Regions from separate parts of the Mus musculus genome. Here region 1 is linked to region 2. A link is a contact called in public HiCAR-type data. All regions are on one chromosome and are shown on one strand. The core of a region is the stretch at or near the end of the contact, and the rest is flanking DNA. Distances in the headings are between cores, read along the strand shown. Region 1 holds the start of Ift80 (intraflagellar transport 80). Region 2 holds the start of Shox2 (short stature homeobox 2).

Region 1 (6,784 bases), core at 1,540-4,039, 2.0 Mb before region 2:
AGGTCCCAGAACTTTCTCTCCAGCATAGGACTTGAAGTTTTGGTTTACAATATGAGTTATCATGAGACGAGGAGCTCCAGCTTCACTGGCCATGGCTGGAGGTGGGGGTGGAGGGATACTATTCAAAATCTCCTCTAAACTTCTGTTATCCAGCTCCTCACCTGGAGGCTCTAGGTTAAGGGAGAGGCAAAGAGGGGAAAGCCTACATTAGTGTAATTAGTTGAACGTCTATCATCTGCTAGTATTTAAAGAACACAATGGAGGGATGTTACTTAAAGAAACCTAGGAATTTATCTTCCATACAAACATATCCTAAACTCATGGGGATGGATAATCCTTCAGATTAGTTTTATGTAAAATAAAATTCGTGAAAGCAATCAGACCAGTCACAAAATGTGTGGTATACACATTGTACTTAGAGGAGTCAAAATACTCAATATACCATAAAGAAAACCTTGCAACAAACGGATTCCCTGATGCAGGAGATGCAACCCTAACAATCGAAAATCCAACTCTCCACATGGCTCAGCTTAAGAAACTCACAAACTTCAGTAACATGGTGACAGGAATTTCACAGTAGCTCTTAATTTCTACCCTCCGCCTGCTCTACGCTCTCAATTATACCTTCTCTTTAAAGGCAATCTAGGGGGCCCAGCAATTTTTTTCTTGTGTAGAACCCAAGTTTGGTTTTCAGCACCCACAATGGGATGCTCGAGGTTCATGCCCTCCAGGGGCACCTGCACTCATGTACATATGCCCGCGTCACCCAACACTGACACACTTTATAAAGTAAAAATTAGTATTGCGCCCCAAAAGACAATCCAACAGTAAAGGGCGAGTCACGCAACTCCACATCACATTCACTCCAGTCTAAGGGCGCAGAGGCGCTCAGCACCCATGCCGCTTTCAGCGGAAATATGAGAAAGAGGTCAGTACTACTCTAAAACACAGAAACTCACAACGCAAGTTTTCCGCTCACTCTCATATCTTCCAGAACCGTTAGAGCAAACTGCATGGAATTCCTCTGAAAACCAAAGAACGGCTTTCCGGAGCTTCCCAAATCAACCTGTCGTCGCCTGCGCCCCGCCACCCTCAGAGGGTCTCCACAGGCTTCCGACGCACGGGGATCCCGACCTGTCACTCACTTGCGGGTGCAGCGCTCTCCGCTTCGCCGGCCGGTTGCTCCATCTCTTCGTCGCTGTGGGCACCGTCCTGGGAGGGCGGCGGCCCTTCCTCCTGGTGGCAGGCAGTGGAGGGCTTGGTGCCCTTACGCCGCATGGTGGCTGCGGCAGAAGAGTCCCGAGTCAGGTCGGCCCGCAGCTCGCCGCTCAGGCCCCGCAGCAGCAGGACGGGCTCCGCCCAGGACCCACCCCGCCACCGCGTTCCCCAACGCCGCTAGCCAGTAGCGGGTCCCTAGGAAAGTGGCTACTAGGAACCCAGCAGTGGCAACCGGGCGGGACGGGTTTTCCCACGCCCCAGCTACGTGGGGAAACATAGCCGCGCCTGCCATCGCGCCCAGGACGGAGGAATTCGCTCAGGCCACCCCCGCCCCTGTGGAACCATCTCATAAGAGAAGGACGTCTGCTGACAAGTCTCCTCCCGTCGGGGCTGGGGAGTGAATGTGCTCGGAATCGGGGAGGGAGGGAGAGAGGTACAGAGTGGGAGAGAGAGAGAGAGACAAGTTCGTCCAGCTTCGGGGCTGCGTGGCTACTCTCCAGAGCAGCAGCGCCTGCCTGCCCGGGCGACTTGTCAACCCCCTCCCTTCTCCCCGCCATTTAGGTCCTGACGCCCGGACGGCCCTCGGAGAAGTCCAGGTCTCTTTTCCTCATCGCCCCAGCGGAGAGGATGGCCGAAGCCGGAGTCACCCGCCACACACTGCTGAACTGGACTCTGGCAGCGTCTGCTTGGGTTGGGTCACTTTCCGGGATAGTAGGGGGTCTAACCCTCCCGGGTCCGGGGCGGAGTCCCGATGGACGACAGTGTAAGCCATGCCAAGTGCCCAGGAGAGGCTCTGAGTGGGGCTGCAGTCCCCTTAGGAGACAGGACGGATCGGCCTGGGGGAGGGGACGCTCTGGCCGAGCCAGGCTCGCTGCCTCCCCCAGGAAGAGGCGCCGGAGCCGCCGCCCGGCCGCCGAGGGGGAGGGGTGACAGGCACGGGAGCTCGCCGAGCCGCCTCCGCCGCTCCAGCTCCAGGCCTTGGGGTTGCGGGCGCCCGCGGGGCAGGGAGGAGAAAGTGTGACAACCTGATCTAGAAGAGAAGGACTTCACCTGTCGGCGGGTCCACTCCGAGCCGGGCTGAAATGGTGGCACGGCCGACCCCCCGCCTCGCTCCTCCCGGTGTCTCGGCTCCGGGTCCTTCACTCGAAAATGGCGCCTAAAATCCAAACTCGAACGGAAATTCGTTACAAACGCGCGCAAGGGTTTCTGGGACCCGCGAATTTGAAAAAAAGTGCGGCGAGTCCCACCGCCATCTTCGGGCCGTTCGGGCGCATGCGCGGGCTCTACCCCAGGGACCGTGGCGCCGAGGGCCAAGTTACGACTGGGAAGGGAGAGCAAGCAGGGCTACGTCCTTTCTGTGGACTTTAACAGAAATGAGAGTTTCGCACTTCTAGAACGACAGCATTTGAAAAACTGGAGGAATTTGAAAAAGAAGGAAAAAAAACAAAACAAAACAAGCAGGGTCCCGCCTACAATTGTAGGCGGGTCCAAGTTGCCCAATAACACCTTCCAGGGAGAGGGCGGGCTCGGTTAGGGGCGGGGTCAAGAGCCCGCTCGGGTGACTGGCACCTAGCAAGTATCGCGGGAACATGGCAGGGGGAAACGCTCGCAGCGCTTAGAAATCACTATGGTGACGGAAAGGTCGGGAGGCTATTTGGTAACTAGTTCGAGCTCTGAGAGCAGTCGCCACCGCTTTCCTGGAACTTGAGGTAAATTTCTTCATCTCCAGAGCCTTTGAAGAAAGGGCTTGGAAGCGGTAGCGGTCATTAAGACCTAGCTTCTCTTGGTTAGATGGGATGAGCTTTGCGGGAGCATCAGTTATTTTCCATCTTCTTCCAGCCACCAGGGTGTTGATCTTGGGATGTGGAGTTTACAGGTAAAGCGAGGAAACCGGGATTATTGAGTTAACCTTGTAGTCCATTTATGAATAACAATGATTTTTGAACTATTTTGTGTAAGTGACACTACTGAAAGGTGTTGAGTTTAAATAACCATTTGGCCAGCAGGGCTCCTAGTGGGAGAAAGGATTCGCTGGTGATAACTAGTTACCGTTATGGGGGAATTAGTTCATAAGTAGCATTTGTCTTTGTTACACAGTGAAAGGAATAGCAAGGGTTGTTAAATGGATGCGGCAATTCCTAATCCCGAGCGGTTTAGTTTCCTTAATGGGCTTTTAACCTGAGTTTGAGGATAATGATGGTTGGGACAGAGTTTCTGACTCTCCGAAAATTGTATACCAAGTTTTGTGTGTTTTGGCATTGTTTTCCTGAATGTTTAGTGACCCTATAATTTTGAAAAACGGTCTGTATCACTCATCCTCCCCAATGTTAAAGAACCGCTGATTAATTTCGCTGCCCCCAGTAAGTATTTATACAGCAACTTTTAAATTGAGAGCTGTTAGCCTTTCTCTTTTTTTTTCCTCAACCTATTTAGGGTTTGGCATTTTAGAGCACCAATAAACCTTTTTTTTTTAAAAAAAAAGATTTATTTATTATTATAATCTAAGTATACTATAGCTGTCTTCAGGTGCACCAGAAAAGGGTGTCAGATCTCATTACAGATGGTTGTGAGCTACCATGTGGTTGCTGGGATTTGAACTCAGGACCTTCAGAGAAGAGCAGTCAGTGCTCTTAACCACTACTGAGCCATCTCTCCAGCCCACCAACCTTTAATGAATGAATTTACATTGTTCTAAAATATATTATGGCTTTGAGATGCCTAACACTTAGATTCAGTGATTCTCAGGAAGTGCTGGAGAGGACTACAAGTGTGGGAGTCTGGAGGAGTTTGGAGATTGGTGTGGTTTGAATAAACGTTTGCTAATATAATAATGTACCTTTATATTTCTAGTTGAAAATAAATTGTCTTCATAAAATAAATGTCACCATGAAGCTCAATGAATATTTTTTGGGGGGGGTATGGAGGACTAGTAGGAGTACCAAGAGGATAAAGGGATTCTTTTTAGGGGCTTCTGGAGTATTTTGTATTTTCAGAGGTTCTAAAATACAACAAAGCTGAGCGGAAGAGATACCTGCTATGAAAGAAGTAGACTGGGCCAGGGGAGATGTGTGGTGTTAGAAGCACTTACTGCTCTTGCAGAGGACCCAGGTTCTGTTCCTAGCACCAACATGGCTCTCAGAACCGTCTGTAACTCCAGTTCCAGGGATTCGGTGCCCTCTTCTGGCCTGGAGAGAGACATGCATGTGAACCACATCATGCAGAGAAGACACTCATACATGTAAAGTAAATGTAAGAAAAAGGTAGAATAGACCATATGGGAAGGTGTATATGCTAGTCAGAGCAGAACTTACTAGAAAGCTATAAGTAGGAAGCAGGAAGGCTGGAGAGACGGCTCAGCAGTGAGGACCACTGCTGCTCTCGCAGACCTGGATTTGGTCCCCAGCACCTATACTGAGAGTTTATACCTGCCTGTAACTCCAGTCCAGGGGACCTGACGCCCTTTTCTGCACAATGGTGGTGCTCGGCACACACATACGTGCATGCAGTATACACATTAAAAGTTAGAAAACAACCCTAAATCCTATTATTTCTTTGGATGTAGAATTGGGCAGTTTACTCATCAAGTGTCTCTGGGAATGTTAAAAATCAACAGATAATGTCTATCTCAGAGCAGTGTTTGTTCATCTAGTATACATAAGTATTTGATATTACTATGTGATGGCATTTGAGGAAGAGTAATTTAGGAAGGATCTTGAAAGGCAAATTAAGAATATAGCTACAGGCTGGGTGTAGCTTGGGAGATGAGGCAGGAAGTTTGCCATGCATTTAGAATACCTGGGCTATGTGTTGAGTTGGAGCCAGTGCTATAGAGTGAGAGTGTTTTTTAAAAAAAAAAAAAGGAAGACTTCTTAACAACTGAAATGGGTTATGTTGTTACAGGGAAAAGAAATCAGTCATAGGTTTAGATAGATCGATATTAAACACTCTTTCCTGAGTAGGGAAGAGTGCCTAGGCAAGAGAAAGGAAAGATTCACGGTTCTTTTGGACAGACTACTGCTGTTACAGGTTTTGGTGGTTAAGAGTATAAACCCTTAAAGACAGTCAAGTGCCGTTCTTTATGGATCTCTGAGTTAGTGAAAAGGCAACAGGTAAAACAAGCAGTAGTGCTGGCCACTGAGTCGGATGCTGGTATCAGTATGGAAAGTCTTAACTAACGTGGAAAGGAGTGGTCTTCAGTAAATCACTTAACGACAGCCTCAAATTTAAATGAACTTAACCATGCCCTGTCAGAACAAACATCTCCCTCCCTCTCTCCTTCCCTCTCTTCCTTGAAACAGGGTCTCATTATAGCTCAGACTAGCCTTGAATTTCCTATGTAGCCAAGGCTAGCTTTGAATTTCTATTTATCTGGACTTCGAGGCAAGCATCATCATGCCTGGCAGCACAGACATTTTTATAACAGCTATAAACTAAGTTGCGTAATGAAGAAGAGATATAACCGAGAGCTATAGAGTAGACGTAAGTCGGAATGTGAACATGATGAAATAGGCATTTAGGGATTAGGGATGTAGGCTTGGTTGGTAAAGTGCTTAAAGAGGCCCTGGATTTGATTCTCAGCTCTGCATAAAACCTATCATGGACAGTATACTCCTGTATTGCCAGCACTCAGGTGGACAAGGCAGGAGTAGAATAAATTCATGATTATTTTTCACAGCTAGTTTAAGGTTAGTCTGGACTATTAAGCTTCTGTCTCAGAGAAACAAAACAAATCTGTGTGTGTTGGTCCAGGCCTTCTAGCACCTGGGGGGCAGAAGCAGGTGCATCTCTGTGAGTTCAAGGCCAGTCTGGTTTATTATATTACTGAGTGTGATTAAAAATGTCAAACAGTATTGGGGGAGGGCATAGTGCAGTTGCAAGCGCCTGCTTTGTACCCAAAAAAGGTGAGGAAATAATTATCACTTCTCGTTGAGTTCTTCCTGTTATCCATCACTTATATATCTTCTTATATATCTTCCCAGAGAAGTGTTTTAGTACCCGCCAGCTTAAATCTATAACATCTTTTTCATTTGCACACAGGGATTGAATTGTATTTTACAAAAGTTTTGTAGTATGTGTACACGGTATGTGTATAGGCATGCTAAGGCACACATGTGGAGATCAGAGAACAACTTCGTGGAGCCCATTCCCTTCTTCCAGAGCCTTTAGGTGGGTTCTGGGGATTGAACTCCGGTCATCATGCTTGTGTGACAGGTTCATTTACCTGATGAGCCATCTTGCTGACCCTAAGTTTTATAATATTGCTATACATCTTGCTTTTCTTTTGAATATTATAGTTATCTTTCTATATCAATAGATAGCCCATTTGAAAAATAATTAATGTAGCATTGTATTTCGTTGGTGCAATATGATTCTTCAGTTTTGGTTGAATTAAAGATCACTGGTATCTGGGTGGTTGGGGTGTGTACATGCTTGTATGTGTGTGTGTGTGTGTGTGTGTGTGTGTGTACGTGTGTGTGCAGGTGCTGATGCCTGTTGTTGAAGCTGGAGGTAGATAATAGGCATCTTCTGTCATTTGCTATGTTGAGTTTTTCCCTTCTTAAAGACT
Region 2 (6,910 bases), core at 20-2,519:
TAGGAAATCGAACTAGAATGCCCCCCAAGATGCTAAATAATTAAGGGCAGGGTGCAGGGAGTTGTTAGGAAAAGGAGTAAGAACCCTTAGACCTCATAGAGAAAATCGAAATGGAACTGCGCCTGACCGGGCTGTAAGAAAATACCTTAAGACCGAATCTGGCAGAGAACAGCTGCTCAGGAAACAAGTTAAATCGACCAACCCCTTCTAGCGGGATGTGTCTTTATGGGAGTCAGCTTTGACTCCAAAGTAGTAGAGTGAATTACAGGGACCAGTACTCAGTGAGGCTGGCTGCGCGTTCGGAAGATCCTAAAAGGAGGTGAAGCCTTCCGAGGTGCTGCAATGAAGCCCCATTCGCAGCAGGCGCGTGAAGACCGGATGCACCGCTGTGCAGCTGCAGCGGCTTGGAGCAAGAAAGGGTGCAGGAACGGAATACTGGAATGGTTGCTAGGCCTATTAACCATAGAGAGCCCGATACTGGGCCAGAGACCAGGGGTCATCATTGTAGGGTCGAGCAGTTGGGATGCCCACCCAGAGCGAGGCTGTAGGGTCGGGTACTCTCTGAGGATACCCACTGACTCTGATTGCAATGCACTTGTCAGTTTCCTCTTGGCCCCGCCTCCGAGAAGTCTATCCAGTTCCCCAGTGTTTTACTAAGTCGTGACACCAACGCAAAATCCACGCTTAATTAAATTAATTAGGGATTCTTGTCAATCCTGGATTAATGGCCAAGAGCACCAGCGGCCGAGGCTATCAGAAAACCCGACCGCTGAGGACCTGCCTCCTCTCCCCGCCCCCTCTGGTCCCCTGCTTGCCCTCCCTCTCCAGCCCGGTGGACTCCAGCCTGGATCCTCCATCCTCAATATTCATATTCATATTCTCTCTCTCTCTCTCTCTCTCTCTCTCTCTCTCTCTCTCTCTCTCTCTCTCTCTCTCTCTCTCTCTCGTCCCCACTCCCTCTCCTCCCCACCCCAGGTAGTGGCGCTCCTGCTACCCGCGAAGGGGTTCACTAGGAGTTGCGAGGGGAGGTAATTTACTCAGAACAAGAGGCCCGCCTTTAGGAAGTATAAATAGTGAGACTTCAAGAGCTGCGTCGCTATCAGATCTGAACTCTCCGCAGGAAGAATTGTCAAAGATCTTAACATTGAACACGCGCACTCCGGCAGGGAAGCATCAGTTCCCATTTCCCTCTGGCGGCCCCCGCCCCTTCCCTCCTCCCCCCTCTCCCCCTTTACCCCCTCCTTCCTCCTCCTCCTCCTCGTCCTCCTCCTCCTCTTACTTCTTTTTCTCCTTCTACTTCTCCTCTTCTTTCTTCTCCTCTTTTTCTTCTTCCTCCTCCTCCCTCTCCTCCCCCATCCCCCTGCCCCATTGATGTGTTATTATTGGGGGGGCTGGAGCAGTAAAAAAAGAAGGAGGAAAAAAAGAGCGGGGCTCGGCAGGGAGAGCTTGAGCGCGAGGTTGACCGGCGGCGGCAGCGGCCGCGATGGAAGAACTTACGGCGTTCGTCTCCAAGTCTTTTGACCAGAAAGTGAAGGAGAAGAAGGAGGCCATCACGTACCGGGAGGTGCTAGAGAGCGGGCCGCTGCGCGGGGCCAAAGAGCCCGGTTGCGTCGAGCCGGGCCGCGACGACCGCAGCAGCCCGGCAGTCCGGGCGGCCGGCGGAGGCGGCGGCGCGGGAGGAGGCGGAGGCGGAGGCGGAGGAGGCGGAGGAGGTGCTGGAGGAGGAGGAGCAGGCGGAGGAGCTGGAGGAGGGCGCTCTCCCGTCCGGGAGCTGGACATGGGAGCCGCGGAGCGGAGCAGGGAGCCCGGCAGCCCGCGGCTGACGGAGGGTAACGGCCTGCCCCCGGCCGCGGTTCCCCTTACTGCCTTCCCTTATCCTCGGGGCGGGAGAGGACCCGGGACCCGAGCGGGAGGAGGGCGGCATCGCAGAGGGCCCTGGACCCCAGCTTTGGGAGATACCGGGATAGTGGAGGGGTAGGAGGCCAGACTGCTCCGTCGTGGGTGGGGTCCTCGCGTGGGGGAGGGCGTGGGGTTTCGCGCACCCTTCTCTGTCGCTCCGGTTGCACCGAAATATGTTTTTCGCGAGCGGGAGGATGGGGCCGCGCTGCGGGACGGCGAAGTTTGTGTGGCCCGCGGCGAGAAGGGGTGCGGCAGGGGCTCACTAGGAGGCCGGTTGTAACTAGCCCGTAGTCCCGAGTTTGCCAGAACCCCTTTCCTAAGCCTAAAGGAGAGAAGGGGAGGGGAGAGAAAGAGGAGAGCCACACGACATTGCCCTTCTTTAGATTTGCCATCAAAACCACTGTAACTCTGCAAAGCCCCCAAATCTCCGGATCTTGGGGACCAAACTTCACATTCTTACTGAACAGTTAAGGTAGGAGCCAGCCAAAGGTCCAGGCCAAGGTGATTCCCTCTCGGTGGAGGAATTGAGGAGTAGAGGGTGGGGGACGACGACGAGGACACTACATACACAATTTCTTTACTGGCTAGAATCGTGCAGTACTTTAGGAGAGAGAGAGAAAGAGATGGAGAGAGAGAGAGAGAGAGAGAGAGAGAGAGAGAGAGAGAGAGAGAGAGAGAGACTTTTGGAGAGAGCAGTGTTAGAAAAAGGCTTTATCTAACCGGTGAAGCGTCCATCAACTCAAAGTTAAAAATTAATTTGGCACTCGGTACTGCAGTAACTGGTGTGCTGCCATATTTTTCCAATTAAGAAAATATGTGGCATGCGTAGAATCACAAATTTAAGCAAGCAATTAACTTGTTTATAACACGGTCTGTTCCTGTTTAGGCCATTAAGTGGAAAGTTGGGGGCGAAAGAGACATTATATTAAGTCTATTAATCAACTTGAAATTTGGATTTGTTTTCCTTTGAAGCCCCTAAACTTTGAGGGGAATCCACTCTGGGGGTGACAACAGACAAAGCCAGTCCACCTTCCCATCTGAAGAATATATGTTCCTGTTTAAATTTTACTAAGATGTTAGTGAGATTGTCCTAGTAATGTTTTCTATTAAATTGACCCCTAATGTTTGCTGTGACCTTATCTACTTCCTTCCCGGAGGAAGAACAAACGTCCACAAAATGAACTCTGAGAAGCAGAAATACAGGCAATAAATAAGGTTACTGTATAGAATGCCAAGCTGGGGCAAGATGGGGCGCTTTGCCTTCACCGAGATCCCGGCCGGCCGTGTTCCCCTAAATTTAGAACGTGATAGGGTAAAATGATAAAGGGGCCCCCAGAGTAACCCTTCAAGGTTCATAGCTCTGAGACTCGGGTTACATAGCCCTGGCAAGCCTGGGTGAGCCAGTTGCTGGGGTTGTTGATTTCCAAGCTCTGGGCAAGTGTTAATTTCTTTGTAGCTTGGCTCTTTCGACTTAATTTTTTCCCCTCTGTGTTGATCCGGTTCCTGGGTTGGGAGGAATCAAAAACAGCCTCTACTATCTAAACTTAGCTTTGACAGTGGACATCCATCTCCAAATCATGCAGAGGATGAAGGTTGGGTGGACCTTGTATTGATATGGGCCTGACTTTGACTGTCCTCATCATTGCCTTTTGACATACATATATACCACCCCTCGTGTGGCTCTATTTGCTCACACTGCCAGAGCTCCTATCTTTTACATGGAAGGACAGCAAAGTAGCAACGAATGTGAGGGGGAAAATGCATATTTTATTAAACATCCGAGCGGCTGGATGCATGAAAAGGTTTTGAACAGCCAATAGAAACCGAGGAATGTTCTGCTTGAACCTGTTGATCTCAGTGGGTTTAAGCCTTTAGGGTCGATCCTTGGTTTCCACCGGGGAGGGAGAAGGAGAGGACAGATGCAGCGGTGGGTTTTGCTGACCACCAGAGTCTGTCTGATTTGCCGCCTCTACCCTTCTGGCCCAGCGTGGGCGGCCAGTCATCCAGGCCGCCAACATGGCGTGGTTGCCTGTGCCAATCCGACCCGAGTCTGGCAGGGAGCACAGGGACTGCCTAGTTGCTGATGGAACCATCCGTAGGGGTCTGGTCCGAGCCCTTGGGTACCCGGGGACGTGGCTTTCGGCGCAGCGCTGTACCAGAATCTCGTTTTCCTGCTGCAACCTTTCAGCGGGCCCAGTTGTTCCTAAATTAGACCAGCAAGTTTGCGGGAGGCAAAGGGCCAGAGGCAGCAGAGGCTGGCGGGACAGCGGAACAGCCCTCTGGGGATAGCTGGCGTGCGAGGCCATCGCGTGGCCTTGCCGCGCCCTTTAACCGAGACCGGGCTCTGGGAGAGGCCCGCGCAGCGCTTTTGATTTCCGTGAGTGCGTGGGTCAGTGAGTGCCATAGGGTCAGGAATGCATTTGGTGTTGACAGAAGGGAAGGGAACAGGTAGTGAGAGGGTAAGCTAAGACCCCAGTTGAGTTGGGTAGCCGCGTGCCCACCTTGTCCCCAGGCAGCTATACAGACGAGACTTTGCGGGTCTCAGAGACCCCATCCTCTCTCCAGGTCTTCACAGGGATCCCGCGCTCCCAGGGTTTAGGAGTCTCTAGCCTTCTGGAAAAATCTGGTAATGAGACTGTCTTGCTTTTTTTTTTTTTTTTTGTTCGTGTGTGTGTGTGTGTGTGTGTGTGTGTGTGGTGGTGCGTGCTCCGACGCACGTGTGGTCCTTCCGTGGTGCCCTCTTCAGTGTCCCCTGAACTGAAGGATCGCAAAGACGATGCGAAAGGGATGGAGGACGAAGGCCAGACCAAAATCAAGCAGAGGCGAAGTCGGACCAATTTTACCCTGGAACAACTCAACGAGCTGGAGAGGCTTTTCGATGAGACCCACTATCCAGACGCTTTCATGCGCGAGGAATTGAGCCAGCGACTGGGGCTCTCTGAGGCCCGAGTACAGGTACCCCCATTGCGAGGAGGTGGAGGCTGGGTCCTGAAAGTCAGAGTGCTATACCTAATGTTTGCGGGGAAGCTGCAGGTGTCTGGTGTGAGATGAAAAAAAAAGGGGGGGGACATCTTTTCTAAAGATCTTATTTTCTAAAATGGGTTTTGATCCCGTAGCCCCTTTCACTCCTAAGCCAACATATGTTCGCTGAAAAAGAAAGCTGTGCTGGGCTTGCTCCCAGAGTTTCTATTAACCACACCCCCCTAGCCCCTCGCTGTCTTTAATGTGGTTTAATCCTAATGGGCCTACTTTTATAAGCCTTAAAAAAAATGCCATAGAAAACGTTTTATCTCTGAAGCCTTAAAAGTTACAACGAGTATTTTGCTCTCTGGAGTTGGGTTTCGTTGAGGGTCTAGGTTTGCCAAACGGATATACCAATTAGGTTTATGGATGTACAGACTATAAAGAAAATTAGCATCTGTTAAGTGCAAAAATTTACAGTGTACTGCTAGCGGATCGGTCTCTAACTGAGCGAGAAACAGAGGGCATAGAATATGTTTGCCCACCCTTTGTTCCTCCACTTAACCAACGCAAAGAACCTGAACCCATGAAAACTCCATTTTAAAACAACATACACATCGTATTATTGATGTTTGCAAAGCCTGGCCTTCAGAATATCACTTGGGGTCAGAACTGCAGCTTTTTTCATTATTGGTGGGGTTGAGGATAATCTAAAGGAGGAATTATAAACACACATACATATCCTTCCAGCTTTATAGGGAACAAATTTAAACGTTTCAGATTGTATTTCCGCTCAAATAATAAAATTGGGAGAAAATGATGGTCATTATTTGTTTGAACACATGGAGCAGTTTTAGGCTAGAACATCTGCAGCTGTTACAAAGTATCGCTGTAACAGATACTCCCTGGGTCTCTGGGCGGAGAGACCACCATCTGTAAGGAACTATGCACAATTCTTATGGGGCTTCCCCGCATCTTGTAATAGGATCAGGGGGAAAAAACAGAGCAGTAAAGTGGACAGAGAAAAAATAATAATAGGCCGCCTTGGTCATCACGACGTCAATCCTAGAGCCTTCCCTTTTTAAGCCTGTTCTGCTTTGCAGCCTGTGCTGAGCTCTCTAGAGACTCCGCAACCCCTTAAAACCGTGATAATTATTGCAGCCGTGAGTAATAGTATCTCCATTCCAACTCTTCTAGGGGGGAAAAAAGAGTCAAGAAGCCTCAGGCCATGTGAGTCACACAAAGGATGCCACCCTGGCATGAAATCCACCCTTCTATTATACTCAATATCAGGAGGATTTTTGAAGATTTACATTGACTGTGGCACTTGATTTCAAAAACTTACCAGAAAAAGGCTCTGAAGTAATATTTTCCTTTCATGGTTTTTTTAAACATTAATTTGTGAATCAATCAATATGCTGTATTGTGGAAACTGTATTATTGGAGCCTTATTTGAATTTAAAAAAAATCTGTCACACTGATTTGAAAAGTTGGCAAGTTATTTAAGAAGATCATATCCAGGGTTTACTTGATGCATCTCCTTTTTGTGGCACACTCTTTTTTTAAAAATGAAGTTTATTACTGCTCTTTTTTTTCCCCTCCTTATACTTTCATTTAAGTTATAGGAGCTATTTCCTGGAATCTTTCCTACTGTCCCAAGCAGTGGCTTTTTCTATAGGAGCAAATTAGATTATCATGATAATGGCACAATTATTCTGTCACTGTGTTACACTCTGCTGCACAGAGGGACAGAGAAAGTCTAAACTTCTTTGTAGTGAGGCTTTTATGACACTAATTACCACCCCCATGTCCCTTCCCCCACCAAAATAAGAGTCATTATTTGCTTTACTGTTTGCTTTTCTTCAAGATGAAGCTAATTAATATTACAGGCTATTACTGAGTCTATTCTTCTTGGGTCTTAACTGGGTAAACATTTAAACCCATTATCACATTGGTGTCAGGTACCAGGGAGTGTTTTGGACCCCTGGGACTCTGTAATGTGGAAAGATGAAACCGGAACTAGTAGTAATTTATCAAGGAACAATTTACC

Evidence for each region. HiCAR-type assays count read pairs that join an accessible place to other places.
Region 1: a HiCAR-type map of astrocytes shows a contact between it and region 2, with 4 times the contacts expected there. The contact joins the promoter of Ift80 here to the promoter of Shox2 in region 2. A contact is called at or near these places in 3 of 39 promoter capture datasets (the 3T3-L1 cell line, liver and pre-B cells) and 1 of 115 datasets of contacts at active chromatin or transcription factors (astrocytes).

What each region holds. Positions count from the first base shown.
Region 1 is chr3:69,000,575-69,007,358 of GRCm38.p6, reverse strand. Ift80 (intraflagellar transport 80) reads left to right here and starts at 2,789. Exons shown (of 20, transcript NM_026641.2): 1 at 2,789-2,927. Smc4 (structural maintenance of chromosomes 4) reads right to left here and starts at 2,621. Exons shown (of 24, transcript NM_133786.4): 1 at 2,269-2,621; 2 at 1,146-1,283; 3 at 1-170. The coding sequence starts at 1,278.
Region 2 is chr3:66,976,130-66,983,039 of GRCm38.p6, reverse strand. Shox2 (short stature homeobox 2) reads left to right here and starts at 1,269. Exons shown (of 5, transcript NM_001302357.1): 1 at 1,269-1,829; 2 at 4,646-4,854. The coding sequence starts at 1,484. It also overlaps a transcript of Rsrc1 not described here.